Regions from separate parts of the Mus musculus genome. Here region 1 is linked to region 2. The links are chromatin contacts, called in public Hi-C maps. All regions are on one chromosome and are shown on one strand. The core of a region is the stretch at or near the end of the contact, and the rest is flanking DNA. Distances in the headings are between cores, read along the strand shown.

Evidence for each region. A called contact is a pair of places that touch in the nucleus more often than the background predicts.
Region 1: a Hi-C map of Th1 cells shows a contact between it and region 2, with 2.1 times the contacts expected there. The contact joins two enhancer-like sites. A contact is called at or near these places in 3 of 484 Hi-C or Micro-C datasets (Th1 cells, myocytes and nephron progenitors) and 2 of 115 datasets of contacts at active chromatin or transcription factors (fibro-adipogenic progenitors and stem cell-derived stembryo).

Annotation. Positions count from the first base shown.
Region 1 is chr15:94,088,671-94,091,376 of GRCm38.p6, forward strand. The region is part of intron 2 of Gm30665 (a long non-coding RNA gene); the gene reads right to left. Among named protein-coding and RNA genes, the nearest start is that of Gm30665, 18 kb to the right of the region's middle. Within about 2 kb of position 1,376, at least 22 of the 459 cell types and tissues checked have an H3K27ac peak or open chromatin away from gene starts, as enhancers often do. A contact at or near this core is called in Th1 cells, where this site is marked.
Region 2 is chr15:93,512,775-93,515,474 of GRCm38.p6, forward strand. The region is part of intron 1 of Prickle1 (prickle planar cell polarity protein 1); the gene reads right to left. Among named protein-coding and RNA genes, the nearest start is that of Prickle1, 82 kb to the right of the region's middle. Within about 2 kb of position 1,252, at least 51 of the 459 cell types and tissues checked have an H3K27ac peak or open chromatin away from gene starts, as enhancers often do. A contact at or near this core is called in Th1 cells, where this site is marked.

The sequences.
Region 1 (2,706 bases), core at 126-2,625, 580 kb after region 2:
TGTGTGAATGTGAGTGTGTGGATGTGAGTGTGTGGATGTGGGTGTGTGAATGTGAGTGTGTGAATGTGAGTGTGTGGATGTGGGTGTGTGAATGTGAGTGTGTGGATGTGGGTGTGTGAATGTGAGTGTGTGAATGTGAGTGTGTGGATGTGGGTGTGTGAATGTGAGTGTGTGAATGTGAGTGTGTGGATGTGGGTGTGTGAATGTGAGTGTGTGAATGTGAGTGTGTGGATGTGGGTGTGTGAATGTGAGTGTGTGAATGTGAGTGTGTGGATGTGGGTGTGTGAATGTGAGTGTGTGAATGTGAGTGTGTGGATGTGAGTGTGTGGATGTGAGTGTGTGGATGTGGGTGTGTGAATGTGAGTGTGTGGATGTGGGTGTGTGGATGTGAGTGTGTGAATGTGAGTGTGTGGATGTGGGTGTGTGAATGTGAGTGTGTGAATGTGAGTGTGTGGATGTGGGTGTGTGAATGTGAGTGTGTGGATGTGGGTGTGTGAATGTGAGTGTGTGAATGTGAGTGTGTGGATGTGGGTGTGTGAATGTGAGTGTGTGAATGTGAGTGTGTGGATGTGAGTGTGTGAATGTGAGTGTGTGAATGTGAGTGTGTGAATGTGAGTGTGTGGATGTGAGTGTGTGAATGTGAGTGTGTGGATGTGGGTGTGTGAATGTGAGTGTGTGAATGTGAGTGTGTGGATGTGAGTGTGTGAATGTGAGTGTGTGAATGTGAGTGTGTGAATGTGAGTGTGTGGATGTGAGTGTGTGAATGTGAGTGTGTGAATGTGAGTGTGTGAATGTGAGTGTGTGAATGTGAGTGTGTGAATGTGAGTGTGTGGATGTGAGTGTGTGAATGTGAGTGTGTGGATGTGGGTGTGTGGATGTGGGTTTATGTTGTGGATGGGCCTGGCTGTTCTTGTGAACCAATCACCTAATGAATAAAGGAGCCAATCACTGGGTGAATGGGCGGGACTTCTGGGTTGGAGGGAGGAAGAGAGGACACAGGAGGGAGTTAGGCCCTTTTTGGAATGGAACAGCAGAGGGGTAAGATGTAGCTGCTAGAGTTTCTCAGTATCATGGCAGATCAGCAAGGATTTGCCACAGGAGGAATCAGATTTTAATAAGGCTTACAAGATTAGGTTTTAGTTGCTGCACCCAGAGATTGAGTTATCACTGTTTCTGAATTAGGTTTGTGTTGTGTTTTCCTACACAAGGTGGCTCATCTGGGTTCAAGAGAGAAAGGTATAGCAGCAAAGCGTGGGTTTGCCAGATGTGCACCACAAAGGCCATGGGGGATTTGAAGCACGGGGTTGGCATGGTAACGACCCGTCAGTGGGAACCTAGTGAGCTGGGTGGAGAGACGTGGAGTTCTGAGTCAGAGTCTCCACAAGATAAAAACAGGATGGCTTTTGCCTGACAGTGCATAGCTGGCCAGGTGCTGGAGCAGAGAGTTGCCAGCAGAAACATGCCGGTTTGTTTTTAATATTTCCCACAACAGGTGTGTGGTAGTATGGCAGTCTTAGTGGGACAGTTTTACAAAGACAGGTGCTAGAGAGAACAAGCTAGACACAGGTGAAGACAGAATGATCCAGAGAATGAGCCAGAAAATTAGAACATATTGCCAAAGTTAGCATGAAGCCAAGCAGAGCAATTCAGTCAGAAGTGTGTGTGTGTGTGTGTGTGTGTGTGTGTGTGTGTGTGTGTGTGTGTGTGCCTTCATACTGCTCTGCCTCAAGAGGCCTTCAATTTTTGACACATTATCTGACTCCAACAAAATCTTGGTCAAGGAAAAGTCGAATAATTCTGCAACTGTGGTGGACAGGAAGCCTACCTCAAAGGAGTTCTTCCAGGAACTATTCCTCACTACAAGGAACCTGTTTCCACCAAAGTTAAGTTTTTAAGTTCATTTTGTTTCCAGAAATTTAATATTTACTGGAGGATGTTTTTGAAGTCCCGAATGTCAACTGTGACTCAGTCAAGCATTGGTTTGTCTTCTTCAAATGTGAAGACATGATTAATTTCAGAGAACTTGGTGACATTTCCAGCGTGCCTATCTGAGGTAAAGATGTTTGCAAGGTAGGAAACAAACGGCAAGGAGAGAACATTTTGTGCTTTACTGACCTTCTTGCTATACTCATAGATCAGGGCCTTGCTCGGTTATCATCATCAGAGAAGCTTCCTCCTGCAGTAGATAAAAAAAAAAACAAAGACGGAGACCCACAGCCACACAATGTGCAGTGAGTGAGAGTCCTTGGAACACTCAGTCCCAAATGGGATGTTTCCATCTGAACCCTCCCTTCAGGGCTCAGGGAACCCTGCAGACTAGAAGGCTAAAAGCATGTAAGAACCAGAGGGGTTGGAGAACGTTAAGGAAAGTAGGCCCTCTAAACATGGCAAGACAGTTCCATGTGTGACCTCACAGAGACTGTGGCAGCATGCACAGGACCTGCGTGGGTCCTACAACTGAAAGGGAAAGGTAAATGCAGGCCCCTCCCTAACCCAGACTCTATATCCAATCGATAATCACTCACAACTGAAAAATTAGTTTCTTTTAAAGGATTCTCACTAGAGACACAAAGCACTGTTAAGGTTTAACCACCCATGCCCATCAGTGGCCAACACAAAACACTCAGCGGCAGCGTCATGTTTTGTCATAGCATTTTAATAAAGTCTCACAGGACCTTTGCATGTATTATGGCTTCTAGCTGTGTG
Region 2 (2,700 bases), core at 2-2,501:
ATTAGGAAGTGACTCCCTTAACCAGCTCAGTACCAAAGAAAACGGGCCACCAGGCTAGTGCTCTCTGTTGCCTTTAAAGGATACTTCTTGCTCGAGTAAGGGGATGGCTCTGCTTGACTTGTTTACCTATGCGTGAGATCCTGCGAGGTGTAAGAGTTTAAACAGAAGTGGGGAACTGGGCTCTGCCTTGCCCAGAAAGCTGGCCGCAGAGACCCTGCTCAGTCCCCCAGATTTCCTAAGCAAGTTTTCCAGTGGAGGCAGCAGAGACAGCCGAGAGTGTTATCCCTGAAGTAAACCGTACAGTTTAAACTTCTAATCCCTGACATCAAACTTCTACACCCAGGACAGGCAGTCAGCGAATCCCCTCGGAATACTGGATACGGTGCCAGGTCACAGATGGGTCCAGCTTGGAGACTTGATTGTTTAATCTCATTATCAACCAACGTTTAGGAAGGCTTATTGAGTGTGAAATGGAACCAGCCCCACTATTGGTCAAAGTGAGGTGTTAAATTTCTGAATAAGAAAGCTGTCTCAGAAAAAGGGTACTGAAGGTGTCAAGGAGTGGTCCTGAGGCTGAGATGTTGGCTTTGGTAGCACGGTGTGTTATCCCTTTGTCTTATAGTTCTTAAAAATCATCGCTCACACACGAGGCACTAAGAAGGAAAACAAGAACCTTCACGATTCCAGTTTTCTTTAAACGTTTTGATCCTGACATATTTTAATATAAAGAAGTTTGTGTGTTAGGGGGCCGGAGAGATAGCTCGGTGGTTAAGGGCTATGGCTGCTCTTCTAGAAGACCTGAGTTCAATTCTCAGCACCCACATGGCAGCCCACAACTGGCTAGAGTTCCAATTCTAGAGACCTGGCACCTTCAAACATACATGCAGGCAAAACACCAACGCACATAAAATAAATATTAATATATTTTTTTAAATTATTAGTCTGATCCAGTCACTTTACAGAGAGGGTTCCAGGATGGCAAATGCCTCCTGTATAAGAAGAGTTAAAGCCTAATCCCTCTGTCTTTAAATCCTAACCAATCCCAGACCGAGGTAAAATGATGTTTCAGCAATTCTCTCAGTGCAACACTAAATTCTTAGTGTTGGTGGGGTCGGGGGAGTCACTTGTTAAAATACACCGCTAGCAAAATATCCAAGGACATTTTAAACTTCGAACTTGAGAACAGCTCACAAAGGGGCAGAGTTAAAAGAGCACCTGCCTCATGGCTGCAGTCATTCCTGCAGGAGAAATGGTGACTCAGCAAGATACCGCCCCAGCCAGTAAACGGGCTTTCAGGCACCCCAACAGAAGGGCAGGCAGCCTCATTTCCGACTCCACGGTGGCGGGGGTTCTCACCTCTGACCCAGCCGTGGCACACAGGTGCAGACAATTCACGTCTTAGCAAAGACTGGAAACAGAGGTGCATTCCTCCACCCCCTCAATAAAAGGGGACGTGTTAATGAAAGTCAGAAGACAGCTTGGGTCTTTCCCTTTTGCCCTGTAAGATCCGCCCCTGTGTGTCAAAGGAAGAGACTAGGGGTTAAGACTTTAATTAGTAACTCATGGGCTCTCACCAGGAGAACTGCTACTTTCGATGCAATTTAACCTGAATTTTGAAACGGGGAGCATTTGTCTGCTGCCAAACCTGGCTGGGGGGTGGGGTAGGAGGAAAACAACAGAATATAAATATTTTTAAAAAAAGAGCCTTTAAAAATTAAATGCTACTCTATTTTCAAAACTAGAAAAATAAAACAAAAGCTCTGCAAATGGTGAGAGACCATGTTTTCTGCCTCCTAAACCAAAGGTCTAAATCCCTTCTTAGAGCTGTTCTCTCTGAGAATGTGGGATGAGTCCCTATCCTGATGGGGGTAAATCGTGTGACATGTCACTTGGATGCAATGTCCCCATTTTAAACCACAAACTCACACAGGTTTTAGTCCAGCCTTTCAACAAACTTTCTCGACAACATAAAGGGTACCACAATTGTAGGAAAGCAGAGATCCACTTTCATCCCAGTGTTAGCTTCCAGTTTTACCGGGTGGTGTGACCACAGTACCTGCTACCATTAGCATTTAAATATTTAAATGCAGTATGAAGCCTTAGGGCCGGTTGTCCGGAGGCAAGGAGGCAAGGAGTTAAGGAGCCTTAGAACCAGAGCCATCAGAGGGAGAAGCAAGCTGGAGGTTGGCAGAGTTGGTGTACTTTTTCAGGGATTATCTTAGGAGTGATCCACGCATGCGGCCTCTAAGCCACAGGAAGTGTTAACACTTCCATGCCTCTCCTTTGTCTTTTCTCACCCCTCTCTTTTCTTGGAAACTAGCTAGCTCCTTTCACCATTTCATTCATTTAAAAAGAACCACACATCCCAGCCTGCAGCTGTATGGCTTCTCCATCATCGTATATGTGTCAAGAGAGCATCTGACCCAAGATGCTTTCTTCCGTCTTCCTTGGGAACCAGGCAGAGACACATAGTGTACAGACATACACACATGCAGGCAAAATACCCAATCACATAAAAATTTAAAAAAACAAAAATTAAGGAGACAAGTGACAATCCAGTAGGAGCCCGGATGTCAAGTAAAAGTAGCCAACGTAAGAGGAGTGGTTACAAATTCTATTGTGTATTTCCCTCGTTTCTTTCCTGGCAGCCTGTGTGTAATTCACGGGACTGAGCCTGTGGCTGCTAACTTGTTTTCATTT